Linked DNA regions of Sus scrofa: region 1 is linked to region 2. A link is a contact called in public Hi-C data. All regions are on one chromosome and are shown on one strand. Each heading gives the region's core, a stretch centred on a gene start, on an enhancer-like site or on the middle of the called end of the contact. The rest is flanking DNA. Distances are from core to core; before and after follow the strand shown. Region 1 holds the start of ZNF662 (zinc finger protein 662). Region 2 holds the start of CCDC13 (coiled-coil domain-containing protein 13).

Region 1 (5,944 bases), core at 1,304-3,803, 44 kb after region 2:
GTTCATAGTCAGTGCTTGGCTGAAGAGAGGAGCAGGTGTTTTGAAAATGTGATACCACTTTTCACTGTAATCCGTGGACCGTGCAGTGAGTTAGGAGTATGTCAGCCTAGTAAAGATGACATGGAAAGTCCCACTTTTTGGCTGACTTCCTTGCTGCAGTGCACTGCAGTCTGTGCCTTGGCTGCCCTTGGGGCCAGCGGAGGACAGCTGGTAACTATCCCCTGGGTGGAGAGCAGTTCCTCGGTAGGAAGGAATTTAGGTAAGGGTTGCCCGGCTGTCTGCCACTTGAGCTTCTCTGCACTTCTCTTCATGCAGCAGAGCAGAGAAGGAGGAGTCAAGGAGGAAAAGCTCAGGGCATGAGGTTGGCTGGTGCTGCTATGGGCAGGGTCAGGATTGGGACGGAGGGCAGAATGCTGGACCGGAAAACAGCAGAAGGACCTGGGCCTACCTGGCCAGCTCTGCCTGGAACTACCTGGCTCTGGAGCCATGACTAATTTCCCCTGACTGGAACCTGCCCATCCTTGGAAAAGGTCCAGCTATTGCTGGGAAGTGACTTCCAGGGAAACCTAGCCCCTCATGCAAAGACTCAGCTCCCCCCATGACCTGCCCTGCCTTCCTGGGAGTAGGTGTTTGATGGGCTGTGGCTGGAAAATCAAGTCAACAGGAAGCAGGTGGAACAAGATATTTCAAAGGAGGATGATTTGAACAACCAAAGAAATGATGATAATAATGGAATAAAATGAATACTCATGAGTCTACATGGATATAAACAAATAAATAGGGAGAGTTCCCTCCGTGGCTCAGCATTTAACGAACCCGACTAGGATCCATGAGGATGCGGGTTCCATCCCTGACCTCGCACAGTGGGTTAAGGATCCAGTGTTGCTGTAAGCTGAGGTGTAGGTGCAGACTCAGCTCAGATCCCAGGTTGCTGTGGCTGTGGCATGGGCCAGCAGCTGCAGCTCCGATTCGACCCCTAGCCTGGGAACTTCCATATGCCGAGAGTGCTGCCCTAAAAAGCAAATAAATAAATAAATAAAGTAAATAAATAGGAAGAAGGCCTATTTGTATGAAAACGTCATCAAATACAAGCTAAAATCAGTTGTAAAAGCATAACAGGTTTTTGCATAATTTCAAAGTACCTTCCCACAAGATATTTAAGCACAAAGGAATAAGTGGTGATTTCATAGTGGAAAAACCTGGCAGACACCACCTGACCAAGCGATCAAAATTACCTCCCAGTAACGAACCATATTGAAGTCAGGTCCCTCTGGTTTCATGTACTGAGAAGGACGCTCTGTGGCCTTATTCTCCCTATTGGTAATTAGCATTTGGCCTGGAGAGACTTGGAGACCCACCCACTAGGAAGGTCCCCTGCTCCCGTCTGTTGACATGAGAAGCCATCACAGGCTTGGTCTCCACTCTGGGTGCCCTGTTGACCCCAGAGAAAGGCAAATGTCTAAGTCTTTGTCTATGTTTCTGGGGACATTCAGTTCTTATCATGCCTGTCTGAGAGAGGCACCATCCCTGCCCCCATTAAAGAGCTGCAAACCAAGGATCAGAGAGGTAAAGCCACCATCTCTAGGTCACACAGCAGGTACACACAGAGCCAGATTCAAGCTCTCTGTGACTCTGATGCCAGGCCTGTAAGCCTCTGCTCTTCAATTACTGCTCAATTCAGGTAGGGACAATGAGCATGCAGCAAGTACCTGCTGTGTGTCAGGCTGCCAGTGGGGCTGGAAGTGAAGGTGGCTGAGACACTGACCCTGGTGCACAAGTGCTGTCCTAGCAGAGAGGTATCCTCATACTACCAAGCAAATGGCAGGCAGTGTGTTGCACACACACATTTGTTCATTCAGTCTGCCCTTGCCTGGCTCTGGGCTCAGGCTGGTGGGGTCAGATATAGTCATTGGCCTGGGAGCATGTGACCCAGTCTGGAGCAGAGAGGTGGACAGACAGCTAGCTGTACAGAGATATGGGCCATGATGGGAGTGGTGGGGGAGCGGGGAAGGGGAAAGAGGGAAGGTGGGTTGGTTACATCTAGGAGGTGAGAATATCACTGACACTGTGGCTGAAGCAGACACAGCACAGCTCAGAAGGAGTCAAGAAGAAAGAAGCTGAGTTGGGGGCCGATGGGGGCAGGATCTTGCTGTGGCTTGGTGCCCTCCAGGACCACTGAAGCTGCAGGTTGGGAAGGCCACCTCAATAGGGGACAGGGTGAGCAAAGGTCTGGAGGTCTGGCCTGAGGCTGTTAGCATCCTTGGCCCAGCTGTGGGAAATCATGCCAAGAAGTGTGTTTGGGCACACAGTGTTTTCCAGAGTAATTAGATTATTTTGGGGGGCAATGCTCTTTCACGGGGGCAGTTATTTCAGCTTGACTCATTTTTCAATTAGGGAAACAGCTTGTGGCTGTGTAGCAGAGGTGGGGCAGGCATAAAGGGTTCCAGCTGGAAAGCAGGATGTGTGCTGGAAGCTGCCCAGGGTGGGGAAGAGCTTATGAAGAGACTCACTCCCACTGCACCTCCCTGAGGAAGAAGGGAAGCTGCTGTGCTCCTCCTGGGCGCTGCTGTGCTCCTCCTGGGTGCAGGTGGACATCCCCGGGCAAGCGGGTCTGACTCTGGTAGGTTACAGCCTCTCTTGGAATGGGGTGGACCCTACGCAGGGGCCACAGGGATGGAGAGACTGGATCCAGTGGCATGGAGAGTGGGGACAGGTGTGTGGTGAGGCAGGTGCTAACTGGGCTGCGTGTGGTGCTTCTCTCCAAGGCAGCTCTTGAAGTACTTGCCCCAGCAGCTGGGGAGCAAGGTGGTACCCCTTGTCCCCTTGACTCTGGCTCTGAGAATCTGCTTTGTGGACTCTGCAAGCCCCTGAGATTTGGTACCAGACATGGCTAGGTGACCTCAGGCACCCCCTTTCCCCTCTGGGCTGAGCTCTGATGGAGACAGATGTGAAGGCCTTTATAGGCACCCCACCCAGGGCTGAACGCACAGCCACACTCTCTCCTTGTGCTGCTCCCCCATCCTCTCTTGCTGCCCCCACCAAGTTCTCAGTCCTCTCCATCTGCCCCGAATAGTCCCAGGATCCCCTCTTATCCATCCCAGCTTGAGCTAAGTGTCATCTTAGGGCCTGGAAAGGAGCAAATAGTTAGGTGCCAGGCACTTATTTAATTATAAAAATGCCACCAGGGAGGCATTTTATAGGTACGACAACTAAGACTCAGAGAGGTTAAGTAATTTTGCCCAGGGTTACTCAGCCATCAAGACACGAACTAATCTGGGAGTTCCCACTGTGGCACAGTGGGTTAAGAATCTGACTGTGTTGGCTTTGGTTGCTGCAGAGGGAGTTCTCATTGTGGGTAGTAGTGGGTTAAAGGATCTGGCATTGCTGCAGCTGCAGCTCCGATACAGCCCTGGCCCCAGAACGTCTATATGCTGCAAGTGCAGCCATTAAAAAAAAAAAAATGGGGGGGGGGACTAATCTGTAGAATGTCTATTTTTCCAGACTGCATCATGCTGAGTGTACCAGTCTTCCTTGGGACAGTGGCAGTGGGAGGGTGTTTCATTTCGACCCCAGCATAATGCTGAAATGCAAATGTGAGGAGCGAGTGGTGAAATTTCAGGCAGCAAGAGAAGGAAAAAAAAAAAAAAAAGCCAAAACGATTCGGGAAATATGTGAAAATCTTCAGCAGTAGCTCCTTGAAGAGTCGTGCTGTAAAACTGCTTAGTTTTTAATAATTGGTATAAGATTTGGGAGGAGGGGTTGCTTTTGTGATTTTATCAGTGTTACAAACATCCCAGATAAGAGCCAGGAAACAGTGAGTAATGTTGGGGTCCCAGGGAGCATGGGGAGTGGGCGGGCCTCACAGATCCCAGGGAGCAGGAAGCTTCAAGGGGCCTCCTCCCCTGTGCAGACAAGACTGATCTCTTCCAGCCAAGCTCTGAGTCCACAAACCCAGGGAAGTGCAGTGCAGCAGATGGGGCTCTGGGCATGAAAACAGACAAGATATACCAGTACGTTCCCAAGGGTTATTTTCGAGGGGGATAGGGTTATGGGGAGGTTTTTTTTTTTTTTTTTTTTGTCTTTTAGCCTTTTCTAGAGCCACTTCTGCAGCATATGGAGGTTCCCAGGCTAAGGGTCTACTTGGAGCTGTAGCTGCCAGCCTGTGCCACAGCCACAGCAATGCGGGATCCAAGCCGCCCTGTGACCTACTCGACAGCTCATGGCAAGGCCGGATCCTGAGCAAGGCCAGGGATGGAACCCGCAACCTCATCATTCCTAGTTGGATTCGTTAACCACTGAGCCACGACGGGAACTCCCTATGGGGAGTTTTTAAGCCTCTTCTTTCTTTTTTGTCTTGTATTTCCACATTTTACATTGAGCATATGTTAGTTTTGTAATCAGGAAAAAGACATGTTAAAAATGTAAAGACACAGAGTGTGTGCAGTGGTCCAGGGCTCAGTGATCAGGGCTCTAGGGCCAGCTCTGCCTGTCTTGTGATGTGGCCCTGAGCTTCCTGTGAAACCAGGGAGGACACCTGCCCACTTCTTCACAAAGGAGCCGGGAATAAAAGGACCTGGGTATAAAAGAGACCCATGTAAATGTCAGAACTGGTTAGTATTGTTCTTATTGTGTTTTATTCACTTGCAATGAATCTAAGTGCCATGCTTCCCATGGGGAACTGTGAAGAGGCATCTGCCACTCCTGTGAGTCTGAGAGGGCTTCCAGCAGCTCCCAGTGTGTGATTAAGGGCTCCAGGTCTAGAGCCAACTGCTGAGACTTGATTTCTAATCCTGCCGTACACTTGCTGTGTGTCCTTGGGCATGTTACTCTCCCTCTCTGAGCCTCAGTTCCTGATTTGTGAAATGGGAATAACAATAGAGCTTGTCTAATAAAGTCATTGTGAGAGCATTTTGTTTGAAGCAAGGTAACTTAAGAACATAGACTCTGAGTTTTAGTTCTTGGTCTATTACTTGCTCTGCGACCTTGGGCCAGTTTCCTAACCTCTCTGTGCTTCAGTGTACTCAGTTATAAGATGGGACTAATGATAGTTAATCCTCACATTTTTCTTATAGAGATTAAACACTAGGTTAAATATAAGAAGCTCCTGGTCCCTGCGCCCAGCACACTGGTGTTAGCTGTTAAAATGATGGCACTACACTTAATTCCATGAAATCCTTTGCTGTAAGTATTATATATTTTATCATGAGAAAACCATGCAGTGGGAGCCCTGCCTTTTTTTTTTAGTTTTTAATTTTTAATTTTTTATTACTCAATGCATTTATTACATTTATAGTTATACAATGATCATCACAATGCAATTTTATAGTATTTCCATCTCACACCCCCAGCGCATCCCCACACCCCCCAACCTCTCTCCTTTGGAAACCATAAGTTTTTCACAGTCTGTGTGTCAGTATCTGGTCTGCAAAGAAGTTCATTGTGTCCCTTTTTTCAGATTCCACAAGTCATAGCATTTGATGTTGGTGTCTCTTTGTCTGACTGACTTCACTTGGCATGATAATTTCTAGGTCCATCCATGTTGCTAAAAATGCTGGTATTTCGTTCTTTTTAATGGCTGAGTAATATTCCATTGTGTATATGTACCACATCTTCTTGATCCTCTCCTCTGTTGACGGACATTTCGGTTGTTTCCATGTCTTGGCTATTGCAAACAGTGCTGCAATGAACATCGGAGTACATGTGTCTTTGCGAGTCATGGTTTTCTCTGGATAGATGCCCAGGAGTGGGATTGCTGGATCAAATGGTAGTTCTATTTTTAGTTTTCTGAGGAATCTCCATACTGCTTTCCATAGTGGTGCACCATTTACAATCCCACCACAGTGTAAGGGTTCCTTTTTCTCCACACCCTCTCCAGCACTTACTGTTTTAGACTTTTGGATGATGGCCATTCTGGCTGGTGTAAGGTGGTACTCATAGGGTTTTG
Region 2 (5,366 bases), core at 1,287-3,786:
TTTAGAGATCTTTCATATGAAAAGGTGTTTAGAGATTTAATAGAACTCTACTGAGCCTATTATTTGAAAATGTAACTAATACAGTTTAAAATTTACCCTGTGATTCCTTATTTTATTGTAAGAAGGCACAACCATATACTTTGTTTTCCAAACTAGGTGACTTTGGAGAGTGAAAGGAAGAGCTATTAACAATTGTTTTGGCTCAATAGCAAGTCAGGAGGGCAACTTGGGAGGCTGTCACCAGCAGGTAAGGCAGAGGTTCCCATGCCTATTGCACACTGGAACCACCCTGGGAGCTTTCCCTGCTTTCATCTTCTGAACTCCCTCTCCTCTGCCCTGGTTTATTTTTCTCCATCACACTTTTCACCATCTGACCTACAGCATATTTTACCTATTTATGATCGGTCTTCTCCCAATAGCATGAGAGCACACATCTGAATCTGTTTTGTCCATGGCTGTATCACAAACCTGTAACAGTACTTGGCACATGGTAGGTGCTCAGTAAATGCCTCTGGAACAAATGAATGAATTTGACTTTCCTTAGTCTAACCATCCTTGGTAATCAGTTGCTGTATCAGTGAACAGGCTATTCACAATTAATTGTAACAAATGCTTAACATAGTCTCCTAAAATGTCTCTCCATTACATTTGTGCCTTCTATCTGTGATGCTCTGGAGCACCAGGGTCGTGTTACTTGCATTGGACTTAAGTAGTAGAAGTGAGATACAGAGAGTTTCAAGAGTTAAGGCTGAGTAGAACCTCTGACATGTAAAGGGTTAAGAAGTTGTCACTCTCATCCTCACAACAAGAAAAAAGCTGAACAAACTAAAAATTAACAACTGTAAATCAGTGGAACTTAGATCCATCAGAGAATTGAGGTCACAGGGCAAACTGCTTCCCTCAAAACTGGAGAGACAGATGAATACAGAGAATCACAGTTTACGGGGAACAGAAGCCTACAGCTAGAACCAGAATTAGTAGGAAGAGTTTAAAGTGTAATTGATGAAATGTTGGAGGCTCAGTATGGACAAGCTTAAGCGTTTAAAACTCCAAGGGATCCAACCCTAGGGGGGCCCATTGCTTTCATCAATTTTATCTCCAGAAGCCTTACCAGATTCTCACTGTGAAAATCAGAGGAATATCCTCTCCTGTTTCTGGGCAGTGGGAGAGGAAAAGTAACCCTTATAGATTGGAAAGGAAAGCTGTAAACTGTATGATTCCAACCATATGACATTCTAGAAAAGGCAAAACTGTAAAATGATCAATGGTTGCCAGAGGCTGGGAAGAGGGAAGGAGGAAGGGACAGTGGAACACAGGGAGTTTGGGACAGTGGAACACAGGGAGTTTAGGGCAGTGAAACCATTCTGTGTGATACTTTAGTGGTGGACACCTGACATTACGCATTTGGCAAAACCCATAGAACTGTACAATACAAAAAGTGAACCCTACTGTAAACTGTGGACTTTTAAAGTTAATATATAGTATTATCAATAACAAATGTATCACGACAATGCAAGCTGCTCATCATGGAGGAAAGAGAGAAACACTGTTCAGTGTTTCTGAAAATCTAAAACTGCTCTAAAAAATGAAGTCCTATCAATTAATTTTTTTTTTTTTTAAGTTAAGGCTAAGACTGTAGGGAAGGAACTCACAGCTCAGGAAGGATTTAGAGCCATGGGATGAGGAGAGTACCACCTACCCACCTCTCTGGTACCTTCGGCGAAACAAATATCCCTCAGGCAGTTAAATGCTTAGGGAACCAGGACTGGTGAAGAAAGGCTGAGGGGACTTCCAGGCAAGAAACGTCCTTATCCTCATCAGTCTATCTTTTCCCTTTCCCTCTTCCTTTCTCTGCCCGCTTCCTACCCTTCTTTCCTCCTCCCTCGCCGCTCTTTTCACTGTTTTTGTCGAGTATTTCCAGCAACAGCCTAGGGTACTGGGGGTGGAGAAGAGCCGCTGAGAGGCCTACTGGTGCGCCCTCTACAGTGCAGGACAAGCTGCTCGACTGCCTGCCAGGCCAGCATCAGTGCAGGGGGACTCCGTTCTCCAAGTCCCTGTCCTGTGCGGTCTGGCCCTGGGGTTGGGAGATGGGGGTAGGGATGCCGCCTAGTGGAGTATTTCAGCGCCACCTTCAGTGTGGTGCAGGAGGGCTCCATAGCTGAGACCAGGAGGGGCGCTGGTCAGGCAGACCTCAGTTATTCTGACTATGCCACCTTTGTGACTCTGGGCAGGTGACTCACCCTCGGCTCCTCACAAACCCCTGTACCGCGCGGCACACGAATGTCTGCCTGGAGACGGAAGGAGGCTGTGCGTGAAGATTCACAGAACGAATGAAGGTGAGTCCTCTCCCTGCGTCCTCGCTCTGCGCCCAACAGGCAGTGAGTATCCGGCCCGCAGCAGCGCGCTCGGCCTCCAGCCAGCTTCTCTGGCTCCAGCCTGGCCCTTCTGCACTTTCCCTTGCACTTACAGCGGTCACTCCGCTGCTCCTTTCTGTGATTGCAGCAGCTTTGTCACCTCTTCTAGACGCCTTCTAGCGCTACCCTGGCAACCGTCACCAGGGAAACCAGCCACGCCGCTGCGTGACGTCATCACGAGTCTACGGCGGCCGAGAGGGCACACGGAATTCGGAAAGGTTTAGAGGTGCGGGTGGTCCCGGTTTGGCGGTAATTGAATGGGCGCGGTGGTACTTGCAAGAGGACGTCTTGTGTCTGAGACTTTAAAGTTGCCCAGTAGTTCGCTTCTGGAATGTGTTTTAAAAGTTTTGTGGGCCAAACGTTCTGCGCAGAGATGTTCATCCCGCAGTCCCGAGGGGGAATTAAAGTGAGTAATCCCACCATGAAATTTGACGTAGCCATTCGGACTGTCTTGGAAAATATAGAACAGTGTGGGGAAGAGGTTATTTTGCAACGGTGAGTGAAAAAGGCAGGACACAAAATAGTAACTGCTGAGTAAGTGAAGATGTGTTTTTTAAAACTAGGACCACAAACAAGACTGGGGAGTAATGCATAGAAATACTAAAAGTAAAAATGGTTATATTCGGGCGCTGGAATTGCAGTGCTGTGTTTTTATTTTTGCACTTAAGAGGTTTTAAAATATGGTGAACATGGTTTATTTTCATAGTGGAAAACACTTGTGTGTGCTTTAAAAAAGACACTTCCCAATTTAAGTCGCTACTATATTCAAGGCTATATGGAGTTGGGAGACAAATTTCTAGGAAAAGAGATCCAAGAAAGGTTTCCAAATATTTACCAAGGTCTTTATAATTTGAAAGTCTTTAGATATCTCATGGTTGTTTTTCTTTTTTACCTCATACGTTTATCCCATAGACATGTTTGAAGGTGAGGCACCAGACCACATTTTGCAGAACGCTAGTGCAATGTCACAACCAGAATATTGACGTTGATACAGTCCACCTATCTTACTATGATTTCCCTAATTTTACTTGTATTCATTTTGTGTATGTGTATGTGTTTGTGTGTGTTTAGTTCTGTACAGTTTTATCACATGTAAGTTTATGTATCCTCCAGCATCATCAAGATACTGCAACTTAAATCACAAGGATTCCTCTTTTTGGGCTTTTATGACCACACCCCCTTCTTACCTCCCCAGCCCCAAAGGCCCTAACCCCTGGTGACCCCCAATCTGTTCTCCATTTTTATTTTTCACACTTACACGGTACCATGTATCATGGTAGTGATTAGCCTTTTCCTAATAAATGATTTTGAGCATCTTGTGCTTGTTAGCTTTTTACATGTCTTCTGTGAAGTAATGTCTATTCTAATCCTTTGTCTGTTTTTAAAATTAAGTTAGGGAGTTCCTGTTGTGGCTCAGTGGGTTCAATCCCTGGCCTCGCTCAGTGGGCTAAGGATCCGGCATTGCCTTGAGCTGTGGTGTAGGTTGCCGACGTGGCTCAGATCCCACCTTTCTGTGGCTGTGGCATAGGCTGGCAGCTGTAGCTCTGATTCAACCCCAACCTGGGAACTTATGTATGCTGTGGGTACAGCTCCCCCCCAAAAAAAATTTTTTTTTGGCTTTTTTATGTTGCGTTGCAAGAGTTCCTTTTTTTTCTTTTTTCTTTTTAGGGCCTCACTTGTAGCATATGGAAGTTCTTGGGCTAGGGGTTGAATCAGAGCTGCAGCTGCAGGCCTGCACCACAGCCACAGCAATATACAAAGGATCCAAGTTGCGTCTGTGACCTACGCTGCAGCTTGTAGCAACACTGGATCCTTAACCCACTGAGTGAACCTGGGGATCAAACCGCATCCTCACGGAAACTATGTCAGGTCCTTAATCTAGAGCCACAATGGGAACTCCTGTTCTCCATTTTTAAATCTTGTCATTTCAGAAATGTTATATAAGTGAAATAATATAGTATTTAACCTTTGGGGACTGACTTTTTTTACTCAGAATAATTCTCTGGAGATTCAGCCAAGTTATTGTGTATATCAGTAAATTGTTCCTTTTTATTACTGAGTAGTTTTTATGGTGTGGATATACCACAGCTTATTTAACCATTCACCTGTTGAAGGACATCTGGGCTGTTTCCAGTTTAGGGATATTACAAATAAAGCTGATTCATGGATAGGTTTTTGTGGGAACCTAAGTTTTCATTTTTCTGGGATAGATGCCCAGGAATGCATGGTAATCATAGTTTTGTAAGAAACTATCAACCTGTTTTGTAGAGCAGTGGTTGCCACTTTACATTACCTTCAGCAATGTATGAGTGATCCAGTTTCTCCACATCCTTGCCAGTGTTTGATGTTGTTACTCTTTTGTATTTTAGCTGTTCTAGTAGGTGTGTAGTGACATCTCATTGTGGTTCTGATAACTAGAGGGTTAAATAGAGTAACATTGGTTTAAGGCCTCCTAACAGAGAAGGGACAGTTAAGCCAGGTGTTTTACTCCTTCCCTTGGCACGCCTACATCCTATCTCAGCAGGAAGTAGTTACTGAAAGGTCAGGCCCAATACCCACCTTTAAGCATAAAGGGGAAAAACACCCAAAGGGGGAGATGATAGGGATAGAGTAAGATAGTTACACTGGTGGTTGTAGAAGTCCCAACAGGGGACCATAAATAGAGAGGAGAACCTAGGGAACTTTGGGAGACTGCTGTATGTTAACAGTCGCTCAAGAAAGCCATCAGGGGAGTTCCCGTCGTGGCGCAGTGGTTAACGAATCCGACTAGGAACCATGAGGTTGTGGGTTCGGTCCCTGCCCTTGCTCAGTGGGTTAACGATCCGGTGTTGCCATGAGCTGTGGTGTAGGTTGCAGACGCGGCTCGGATCCCGCGTTGCTGTGGCTCTGGCGTAGGCGGTGGCTACAGCTCCGATTAGACCCTAGCCTGGGAACCTCCATATGCCGCGGGAG

The links. A called contact is a pair of places that touch in the nucleus more often than the background predicts.
Region 1: a contact with region 2 is called in a Hi-C map of liver, with 1.7 times the contacts expected there. The contact joins the promoter of ZNF662 here to the promoter of CCDC13 in region 2. A contact is called at or near these places in 2 of 5 promoter capture datasets (fetal liver and liver), 11 of 47 Hi-C or Micro-C datasets (alveolar macrophages, blood, embryonic fibroblasts and 6 more) and 1 of 2 datasets of contacts at active chromatin or transcription factors (skeletal muscle).

The regions. Positions count from the first base shown.
Region 1 is chr13:26,307,430-26,313,373 of Sscrofa11.1, forward strand. It overlaps ZNF662 (zinc finger protein 662), which reads left to right and starts at 2,554. Exons shown (of 4, transcript XM_013981527.2): 1 at 2,554-2,620. It also overlaps a transcript of ACKR2 not described here.
Region 2 is chr13:26,263,163-26,268,528 of Sscrofa11.1, forward strand. It overlaps CCDC13 (coiled-coil domain-containing protein 13), which reads right to left and starts at 2,537. Exons shown (of 18, transcript XM_013981522.2): 1 at 2,241-2,537.